Regions from separate parts of the Rattus norvegicus genome. Here region 1 is linked to region 2. The links are chromatin contacts, called in public Hi-C maps. All regions are on one chromosome and are shown on one strand. The core of a region is the stretch at or near the end of the contact, and the rest is flanking DNA. Distances in the headings are between cores, read along the strand shown. Region 1 holds the start of Ube2d2 (ubiquitin-conjugating enzyme E2D 2). Region 2 holds the start of Matr3 (matrin 3).

Region 1 (6,103 bases), core at 2,638-5,137, 200 kb before region 2:
ATTTTAAGAATCTTAGGGGTATTCAACTAATTTTCTTCTTTTGACTTAACAGGAAAGGCTCAAAACCAAGACTGATTATATAGATAAAGCAAGTCTAGGGATTCCAGTGCAAATACACTGAATTGAGGATAAGACAGTTATAGTGTTATCTATATCCATTAAGCCTAATGTAAAGTATATGCCACACAAAAGTCTGAAAAACCTGACTTCTTTTATTTTCACAGTAATTTTGACAAATAAAATGTGGTTTTTCTAGTTTCTTGCAGTCTAAGACAAGTCAAGCCATACTTGACTTCAAGAAAGGTTCTAGGACCAGGTGGTGGTGGCACATGCCTTCCATCTCAACATTTAGAGGCAGAGGCAGGAGGATCTCTTTGAGTTGGAGGTTGGTTTTGTCTACAGACAGAATTCTAGGATAGTTAGGGCTACATAGAGAAATCTTATCTTTTTTAAAACAACAAAAAAAAAGGGTCTAGGTTATTAAATGGAGATGGAGGGATACACACACACACACACACACACACACACACACACACACACACACACACACTCAAGAACAGTTTAGCCAGGTTGTGGTGCCATGAGGCACTGTGAGTTCAGAGATCAGTCTGGTCTACAGAGTAAATTCCAGGACATTTAGGACAAGGAGAAACCAGATCTTAAAAAACAATAACAAAACAATGCAGTTCAGGTAGCAGAGTGCTTGCCTAATATGTAAGAAACTCTGGGATTGATTCCCAGAGCCACTTAACACCTGACAGGATGGCACATGTTTATAACCCTAGTATTCAAGAGGTAGAGGCCAAAGGAGCACAAATCAAGGTCATGTGCCCATACTTTAGGCCAGTCTGGCACACATACAACCCTGTATCAGGAGAACAGTTTGGGGGCAGGAGGGGCAGCTGAGCTAAGGGCATTTGTTGCTTTTGCTGATGACCCAGGTTGAAATCCCATATGGTGGCTCACAGCCATCTGTGACACCACTTGCAGGTGACCAAACAGGCATATACAATGAGCACATTCATGTACAGGCAAAACATAAAGTGAAATGCGTAAATCTAAGAAATTTAGTTAAAAGCTTGGATCATATATATAGATGGTTCAGTTGGTAAAGGCAAACCGGATAACCCAAGTTCAATCTCTAGGACCCATAGAAAGGTCAAAGGAGAGACTTTACCAAGTTATCCTCACATTCCCATGAGGGCTGTGGTTGAAACACACACACACACACACACACACACACACACACACACACACACACAATTTTAAGGTCAAATGATCATTTTTAAACCTGATTTTTAAAAAAAGATTTACAAGAACTAAGGATATTGTTCAGGAGTAGAGCGTTTGCCTTAGCATGTGTAAGATCTTGGATTCAATCCCTAGTACTATACAAAAAGATGTGAAGGCAGGTATGGTGGTGGTGGTACATGCCTGAATCCCAGGACTCAGGACCAATACCAGCAGTGACAGCCTAACTCAAAAACAGCAACAGGAGAAGGCTGTGGTGATGCACACACTTACTCCTGGCACTGGGAAGGCAGAGGGGCAAGCAGATTTGAGAGTTTGAGACCAGCACACAGCCAGAGCTGTTACACAGAGAAGAGAAAACAAAACAAAACACAGCAACAGAAACTATATTAGGAGGACAAATGTTATTCTAAGATTTAAATGTATGTTTTGAGTCAGTGTCATCTCTGAAGAAGTCTGTATAGCACAGATATTAATATAAACACTAAAAGCTATTAACTTGATGGTATAATCTCAGCACTCCAAAGACAGAGGCAAGTGGGTCTTGGAGTTGAGGGCAGCCAGAGTTAAAAGTTCCAAGCCAGCCAGAGCTAGTGAGACTCTACCTTTTAAAAAAGAAGTATCTCTACAAATTATCACAAACCAAACTCCCCTTTCCCCATCTTTGGTAGGCATTCTTTACAGGTCTAACTCAACACTATTCAAACTGGTAACTTTCAATTAGACTCCATAAAGACTACTAAAGTCTTAGAAATATATATATACATGTTACTTGGATGTTTATCTTTTACTTTGTTCTTATCCCTTACACTGTTTTTCTTTCGTTAAAGTTCAAACTTGAGCAATGGCCCTTCATTTTAGTACAAGATTTACTATCTAAAGTCTGCCCTTTGAGTTCTAAGAAATCAAAGAAAACAAAAGTTGTAAGATGCTAATTCACAGTAAGGAAAGGAATTAATTCCACAAGGTCTTGAATGAAGAATAAATGAGGACCAGTTACTGAACAGTCTACTCGTCATTCTGTGTTTACTTCATCCTCCATTCTTTTGCATTCTTATCCCACCGGTCGTTAGGGGTAATCCCAGGTCCAGCCACTTACTCATATGATAATGATTTAATATAGCCCATCTGAGGAGCCAAATAAAACACCAAGCAAAACTCATCAGGGGGTAACTTCCTATTTCCAAGAGGAAAGAAAAGTATCACTAAGTGATACTAAGAAGTTAACATCAGGGTGCCCTAAATTTGAATCGAAGTCAATGCTCTCCACAGTGTTAAATCTCATTATTTATTAAATAAATGGATAACCTTTCACTTAAAAGAGTTAAGAAATTATTTCTAACCAAAAATAGAGCAAAATCCCTTCTAAATCGGGGAGTCTTCTCGAACATTGCATCTAATTTCAGCATTAAAATCATTTTGGGAGAAATCTGTGAAAGGGATTTCTCTGGCGGTTTTCAAAGTTCGGTTTTTTTCTGAACCGAATGGCTTCTACTGTCTACCAGTTGTTCCACTAGATCCAATCCTGCAAAACTGAAGGGTTAGTTTCTGAAGACATACACCAATCCCAAGGAATAAAACCCTTCTCCACTTAATTCCCTCCTCTCCCCGAGTGGCATTTTCTTACCTCGGACTTCCTACTCCACTTTCTAGACCAGTAAGGTGGACTTTCGTGACCAGCTAGCTGACCCAGAGTTAAGTGAACTCAAAAGAACATTCGTGGATCGAGCAAATGGGCCCTCTGGTCGGCCTGACTATGTCCTCGATCTCAGGCAGCTCTTGAAGGGCGCCAGAGTAGGGGGACGGACTGGGCGAGCAGTCCTATCGACCTCGGATCACAGGGCCGCCCAACTACCAGCCGCTCCACCCCTGCCCCCCACCCGCCCTACGCCGCCCCAAGTCCTTTCTCGGCCGGACAATAGCCCCAGAGAGCATCAAGTCTCAGGCTGAAGGGAGGCCTGGAAGGGCGTCGGGGATGAAGGCTGCGAAGACAAGAGCAACTTCGGCCTAAGCAAGGGCCCCGTGCCCGGGCCTCCCTGGGCGCCATCTCTGGGAGTGGGGTGTGAAGGCCGCCCCCTGGGGCCGGCGCCGGCAGAAGGAACCAGACGCCGCGAGCCCAGTGGAGGCGACCGCGGGAAGTGCAGGCCGCAGCCTATTCAGCGGGCCCGCCCAGCGGCCCATTCCCACAGTAAACCCCTGGCCGCTTACCTTGTGGATTCTCTTCAGAGCCATGGTGGGAAACGGTGGCGGCTGGCCCCGGGGCGGGGACGGGGACGGGGGAGGGACGGGGAAGGGGCTAAGGGGCTTGAGACCGCCCGAGCGGTCGCGAGTCGACCGGAGAACGGGGAGCTCCGGAGCGCGGATACGACGAGCTGAGGGCCGAGGCCCACTCAGCTTCTGGGCCTGCCGCAGCGGTCACCGCATCACCCGGCGGCGGCCCCTTTATGCGCTGCTGCCACAGCCGCCGCCGCCGTAGCCTGCCTCTTCCTCGTAGGCTCAGCGCCGCCTCCTCGGCTGCCGTGGATCCCTCCGCCTGGGAGGAAGAGCCCCAAGCTCCAGGATCGCCGAGCGACTTACGGTGGCGAAGCCAGGGAAGCCTGCTTTCCTGCCTGGTGCAGGTGGACTAAGGGACGCGCGGGCGGGCGGCGCCGCCGGGGTGGGGCTGCCGGAGCGCGGGGTGGGCCCAGACCGAGGGACAGGTCGGGAGGCTCCGGGATTGGCGGGCCTGGGAGGGAGGGCCGGGCCGCGCCGGCGGCGGAGGGATACGGGCCGCCCCTGCCAGTACCGTACGCGCCTGCGCAGGCGCCGGCGCAGGCACAGCCGCAGAGGGGATGACGTCGCGAGGCAGGAGATCTCGCGAGAGTTTAGGCGCGGGTTCTAGACGCCCCCTCCTCCCGCCAAGGCCTGAAGTCAGCTTCTGGTACCCTGTGTGCCTGCGCCTTCAAAGAACGAGAAACGCTTAAAGGCACGGGTTTTCCACATTGTTTAATCACCATCAGACTTGGAAGTAACTAATCCGACTGTCACTTTCCTGAAAAAGAAAGGGACTTTTCTAAGGTCACACAACTCTTCAGCCTCACTGCCACCCAAAAAAGAGGGTCCTAGAACTTGCTTGCACAGGGAGCCCTGAGACTGCCCGTCCCCCGCAAAAAAAGACCTCAGCTGGACATGACTCGAATGTTATATACGCAACCACTGACTTGTTAGCGTTAGGAAATAGGCCGTGTAGAATGAAGAAATACAAAAAGGATTTTTGGCAAGGTTTCATAACAAGTGGCAAAGTCGATCACCTCTCCTTAGAGAGGTGGACCCCCAAAGGCAAAAACCTTAGTTAGTCAGTCACACAGAATCTGTAAGTTAGAGGTTCTGTATGAGGAGGGACATTATGTAGGCCCAAGTCTTTTTGAAATGTGAAGAAAGAGGCACAAAAATGCCTTCATGTCTGATTTGTAATTTTTTTCGTGATGATGACATTTTTGTACTTAAAAAGCAAAATAGGAGTTGTCTATAGCTTTGTGGGTGATGGTGTTTGCTGCTGAGCCTGGTGACCTGAGTTGGATCCCTGAGACCGACTTGAGGAAAGGAGAGAACCTATTCCAAGTTATCCCGTGACCTCCGCATCCAAGCACAGGTACACACGCAGGCAGTACTTACCCTCACGAATGTAACTTCAAAAAAGATGACATGTATTTTACTGAGCCCATTTCGGGAAACTTTTTTTTTAAAATGCTGTTTCTAGGTACAAGAGAGATTGTTCAATGGTTAACGGTACACATTGCTCTTGCAGAGGATAAGAGGTTGGTTTCCAGCACCCACCTCAGAATTAAAATTACCTGTGACTCCAGCCCTAGGGTTTCCAACACCTATGGCCTCTGTACTCATGTGCACTCAGAGAAATACATACATAAAAATAAAATAGTTGTTTTCTTTTTTTTGTTAAATATTTTATTTATTTATTATATATTATGATTACACTGTTGCTATCTTCAGACACACCAGAAGAGGGCATCAGACTTGTTTCAGATGGTTGTGAGCCACCATGTGGTTGCTGGGATTTGAACTCAGGACCTTGGGAAGAGCAGTCGGTGCTCTTAACAACTGAGCCATCTCTCCAGCCCAAATAGTTGTTTTCAAAAGCTGTTTCCGGGGTTGGGGATTTAGCTCAGTGGTAGAGCGCTTGCCTAGGAAGCGTAAGGCCCTGGGTTCAGTCCCCAGCTCCGGGGGGGGAAAAAAAAAAAGCTGTTTCAAAAAAAAAAAAAAAAAAGAAGGTTTTAAGTAGTTTCTAGCCTTATTATTAAAAATAAGGGTGTGTGGGTAGGAGACATTTAATGGATATTTAACTCACTTTGGATAAAGAACTGACTACAGACCAAAGTAAGAATACTAACGAAGTCCAACATGGTGAACCAATGCGTTTCCTTGGGATTACTTAGAGGAGCAGGGGTGACCCAAAGGCAGCTGCATTTCTGAAAGCCTATCCCAGCACAGTGGCAGCTTTGTAAAGCCCTGGAACTTACTGTATGACTTGCAGGCAGCTTCATAACTTGGAATATATCCTAGGGTGTACACTGGTCTTTGTTCCTTATAGGTCTCTAGTGCCTTCTTCCAAGAAGCTCAGTTGGTCTGTCTCCTCCAAGTCTTTATATATTCTTAGGGTGGGGGCAGCCTTGTGTATCTGGTCAGTTTCAGGGACTTCCTAAGACTCCTGGGTTGTTTACTCTCCAAGTTGTTTTTGGTTGGTTGGTTGGTTGGTTTGAAGGGAGGGCCTCACTATGTAGCCCTGGCTGTTCTAGAACTTGCTATATAGACTAGGCTGACCTCAAACTCACAAAGATCTACCTACCTCTGCCTC
Region 2 (5,535 bases), core at 2,843-5,342:
AGCAACCACATGGTGGCTCACAACCATCTGTAAAGAGATCTGATGCCCCCTTCTGGTGTATCTGAAGACAGCTACAGTGTACTTATATATATAATAAATAAAATAAATCTAAAAAAAAAAAAAAAAAAAAAAAAAAAAAGAACAGTTTATTCTTTCAAAGGATAAACCCAGCACCCACATGGTGGCTCACAACCAGTAACTTTAGTTTCAAGGTATACCCTCTATGGGCATTAAGCACATATGCAGTAGGGTTGGGGATTTAGCTCAGCGGTAGAGGGCTTGCCTAGCAGGCGCAAGGCCCTGGGTTCGATCCCCAGCTCCGGAAAAAACTAAAAAAAAAAAAAAAAAAAAAAAAAGCACATATGCAGTGTGCGCATACACACGCACACACACAAAATTTTTTAAAAAACATTTCATTTGGAGGCTGGGATGTAGTTCACTGGTAGAGCACTTAATGTGTAAGGTCATAGAATCAATACTTAGAATCATAAAAACAATATATATACTTTTTTAAAAAAAATCTGCCACTCATTAAATCTTGCAGAAGGCTTTAATAAAAGTTAGCAGCACAGGGCTAGAAATGACTTAGTAAAACTGTTTGAGGACAACTCAAGTGCAGAGGATGAACATCTGTAATCCCAGCACTTCTACAGGAGACGGGAGTCAGAGAGATCCAAAAGTTGGAAGGCTAGATAGCTTGGAGTACAAAGCAGAGTGGAGTGTAATTCTACCTCAAATAAGATAGAAGGTCCATACATGTGAGCCTGCATTTGTTCCTGCACAAATACAAGAAGTTACATAGCAAGACTCTGTTTTAAAAACAAAAAACAAACAAACAAAAAAAACCAGAAACTATATTTTCTGTATGTGCTCCTGATTGACATATACTGACCTTAACTGGATTTGAGGGGCAGAGAGGTGATACTATGCATTTTATTCCAGATAATTTTCTCCATTGTGGTTTCTTTCTGTTCCACTTTTAGTTTTTCACACATTTTTTTATTTCAGAACAGCTTGTGGTGTTGCATGCCTTTAATCCCAGTGTTGGGGAAGCAGCAACAGCAGCAGCAATCTCTGAGACTGAGGCTAGCCTGATCTACACAAGGAAACTCAGTTTCAAAAATAAAAACAAAAAGGAATTTTAAAACAAAGAGAACATATTCTGTTCAGATGTACTAGATTTTTGTCATTTCTGAACATTCCAATTTCCAGTTTGTTAGAAGCTAGTTTACTTTTATCTTAATTCTTAAAAATGTATGATACTAAAACCTATCAGAGTCTGATCTGATTAGGACCTCTGTCATGTATACCTACATACTCATTTTTCCAGATTACTAAAGCAAATGGCACATACCTGCTGTCTTAGCACTTGGGAGACAGAAGCAGGAAAAGCTGGAGGCCAGACTGGGTTATAGCGCCAAGACCATAATCCAACACACAACAAAACCCCCAAATAGTAAATGTAACTTTCATATTTCAAAAAATTACCAGGCAAGAAATCAACCCTAGTATATTAATCTTCAGAGACAAGATTTTTGGGTGCATTTTTTCTTTAACACATTTCTTCAATAAATCAAAGTCGACATCAGTGATACTTTCCTTTCCAGGTAATGGTATAAGCATATTACTCTCCTCTTAAAATGTTATTTAAAAGTAGCTGTATAGATTTCCATTTCGAAATAACACAGATCCCCCCAACAAACTGAAGTTTTCAGAGTCAAATTTTATGTGCCTACCAACAAGCCCCGAACCTTTGTTCATAACTGATTAAGAGTGAAACCACTCAACTCAATCAAGTTAAAATAGCATTCTTTAAAACCGCCATTATTAATGTTTACCAAACACAATCTGACTGTTAGGATAAATTCCTTTAAGTGCAACCTTTCCATTTTAAGGACTATTTTTTAAGGGCCACACTGGTAGCATTGTCATTATAAAATTAAGACTTAAATTCTCAAGCTGGGAATGGTAATGAACATCATTTAACTTCAGTGCTCAGGAGGCAGCAGCAGGTCAATCTCTTTCTTGTGAGTTCGAAGCCAGCCTGGTCTAATTCTAGAAAAAAAAAAAAAAACTGTCTCAAAAAAAAAAAAAAAAAGACTTAATCTCTCTTCTACCACAGCATTTATGTGAACCATGATACTTCCACAATTATGTACGATATATTATCACTGCACTCCTTCTTTAATCTCAATGCAAAACCTGTTACCTGTTGGGCAAAAACTATGTTTTTTAAGGATTATATAACCAACCAGATTAATCTTCTCGTAGTACTTTGGTGACATCTGCGTTGGTAAAAACATTTAAGTGCAAAGGCAACCTTGGGGTTTTTTGCAGTAAAACACTTTCTCCTCCCTTCTAAATTCCTGAAATGCTAATGTTCAAAAGTTATGAAGAGAACTGGCAGGGCGTGGTGGCACAAGCCTGTAGGTAATTCAGCTCTAAGGAAGTTAAGACAAGAGGTACAGCCACTCAAAAACAGCCTCCAGCTGTCTCGAAAAGAAATCTACATAACGCGGAGTGACTTAACTGCTAGTACAATAATGTTTTGAGACAATCTTGTTATCACCCAGACTGGCCCTAAGTCAGGGCAATTCTCCTGCTTGTTCTCTTGAGTGACGCTATTTATTACAGATATTCGTCATTACGCCCAGCAATTAGGAGCTTTTTCAACACCTATGGAAAACCGCCTAAGATATAATTAAATTTTGCCCGCATAGTCAAGTCTAAATTTACCTGGGCGAAACATGTTGGGCCGACTGACAAGTTAGCCCATTTAAATATGCAGCACGCAGCATCAAATTAAAAAAAAAATCCTACGAACATTTCCTATGAAACCAGCGACACGAAATTTCAGGGCTCCAGAAAGACTAGAAATTACAGAACCACATCTAGACCTTCTAGAAACGTCTAGATAAATAACTGTAACCTATCCAATATAGAAATATTCCACAGAAGGGGCTATTCCACAAGACACTCACAGAACAGGAAACCCGCCTAAGGAACAAACACCTACGGTAAAAGAAAAACACAAAAGCATGGCAAAGCACTATCAGTGAAAAGATTGAAGGACTACAAAACCACGGTTCTCCAAACCCTTTGTCTGAAAACCGGAAGGTCCCACAACACACGATCCTGTCCAGAGGAACCTGGACTATTTTAATAGTGAAAAGAAATGTGTGGGAACTGATTAAATAAACAAATAACCTAGCATGCAAAGAGCTTTACCAAAGACGCAATTCAAAATCCTAGCGTTAACGTTTCATTTTCGGCCATTTTTACGCAACTGCGGGGGGGTGGGGGTGGGGGTGGGGGTGGGGAGGAATTGTTCCAGATGTCTGGCTAAAACGCGCGCGGGCGAGGGACGCGGGAGTCTTGGGAATGGGGCAATACAAGGCGGTGGATGAGGAATGGCAGAATTTTGACGCCGGAGAAAGAAACGTTGGTCAAAACACGCAAGCTTTTCACATCCTACGAAATCCTCCATTTTGGGTACTTTTTCAGAGGAAAAACGGCAAACGCACTATACGGGACCTGCGCTCCCACGGACTTTTACTTAGCTTTAACTATCCTCCTCAAATGGCAGGCCCCAGTGGACGGTCGGTCGGTCCCTCAGGCTTCGAACGCTCCTCCCTCCTCCTCAGCGCCGCGGCCCGCGTGTAACGGGCTCGTCCCGCCCCCGCCCACTGCGAGTCTAGGGCGCAGGACGCTCGGCGGACAAGCACACCTCCGGCCCCTCGGCTCTCCCGCAGCATCCCGGGCCGCTGCCTGGCTGCGTACCTTCCACTACAACTGCTCACCTCCGCCGCCCGAGGAGGCAGGCTGCGCCGCCACTACACTCCTAACATGGCGGCCGCCGCTCGGGCGGCTCACATACGCAGCGCCGAAGGAGGCAGAACGGACGAGCCGGAGAGAGCAGGAGCGGCGTGCCAGCTCCCTACAGCCTCAGCCACGGCGGCCGTCCGGCTCTGAAAAGACGCAGAGAGCCCCCAGCCACCCACCCGGACTCTTACCCTCTTCACGCCTACCTTAGGGGAAGGGAGAGGGAAAAGGAGAGATACCTCTCTCAGCGAGCGGGACGCGGAGGCTCCCACAATCCCCCGCAGCAACGGCGCTGGCAGGAGGTGGTGACTGAACGAGAACCAAATCTCGCGAGAGCGCCCGTTCCCACCCCCGCCCCAGTTCTAGTTCGGCACGCGCTAGGCCCCTCCTCCTGCGTGGGGTGGGCACCTGACACCCACGCGGCCCGCGTTGTTCTCCAAGGCTTAGGAACGTTCCCTCTTCCCGCGAAGGCGGGAAGGTGGCACCAGATAGTCTACAGGTTCGAATACCTCTCTGAAAAATGCTCTGCATCTCAACATCTACATAATGCTGCAAAATATAAGTTAGCAGCGTTAGGTGGGACTCTCTACATTCTCCAATGAGGACATGTAACCAGAATGAACTAAAGTTTTAGTTATTTTTTTTTTTTTATCGTGTCAAGCCAGGAGAGGAAGAGAGGGGGAGAGAGAGAGAGAGAGAGAGAGAGAGAGAGAGAGAGAGAGAGAGAGAGAGAGAGAGAGGGGAAGAGCGGAAGGAAGAGTGAGAGTGAGGAAAAATAAAGTTTTAGTTATTTAACCAGAGTTTCTGCTCCTAATGGCTAAGGGCCTGGGAGCTGAGATGCTGGTCATTTATAAAATCCACGATTCTCCCGTTTTGAGATAATATAAAGTCCAGCAGGCTAAAAACACCCTCCAAGAACTTAGAATTTGGAAGGCAGAGAATCTTCCTACATAGCTATGGGCAGCTTTCTGTGGGGTGGCAATGCTACTTATGCAAAACCAGATCATTTTGACAGTTTAAAAGATGCAAGGCTCAGCCTCCCAGTTAGCAACTTGACTAATAGATGTTGTATTAAAGGAAAACAGGGTTCAATGAGGACTGCAGAAACAGAAATCAGTTCGTTATGACAGAAGCCATAGCTATTAAATACAATTGGCAGAGAGACATCTTACATAAGGGGAGGCTGGAAAAAGGAAACAAACTACTATAGAAGTCACTAATAGAAATGTCTCTAAAGACATCAGAATAGAGATGAAATTTAAAGTTTTGTTGGGGGACAAGGGTATTAATCAATTTTAGTTTTTTCTGACAATTATATGTGGAACAAGTTAAACTCTGTGTTGGAGGACAGGAATAAAAGCTATAACCAAGATCATGGTTTCAAGTGATAACAAGACTCAACGGTCATTGAAATACCAAGATCTCCCTGTCAAATTTCAAGTCACAATACACTTTATCAAACATTTGCAAAACTCTAATGGCATCTCTTGATTTCAAAGAAATCAAACACTTTTTTATTGAAGATCTGTAGTATAGTGGAAGACAAATTACTGGTCCTAGGAGATTCATCACAAAAACGATTTGGAAGATTGTATTCATAAAGTACATTTTAATAGCTTGGGGATACAAAGTTAGGAAGACCATCCTCTGATGAGGCAGACATTTGGCCTTAAGGAGGGTTAGGCTATGAGCAGGGACTCTTATTTGGGCTTC

The links. Hi-C and Micro-C count contacts between places; a contact is called where the count stands out from the background.
Region 1: a Hi-C map of liver shows a contact between it and region 2, with 3 times the contacts expected there. The contact joins the promoter of Ube2d2 here to the promoter of Matr3 in region 2. A contact is called at or near these places in 2 of 12 Hi-C or Micro-C datasets (both in liver).

The regions. Positions count from the first base shown.
Region 1 is chr18:27,636,183-27,642,285 of GRCr8, reverse strand. It overlaps Ube2d2 (ubiquitin-conjugating enzyme E2D 2), which reads right to left and starts at 3,887. Exons shown (of 7, transcript NM_001393772.1): 1 at 3,460-3,887. The coding sequence starts at 3,483.
Region 2 is chr18:27,436,381-27,441,915 of GRCr8, reverse strand. It overlaps Matr3 (matrin 3), which reads right to left and starts at 4,092. Exons shown (of 15, transcript NM_019149.3): 1 at 4,029-4,092.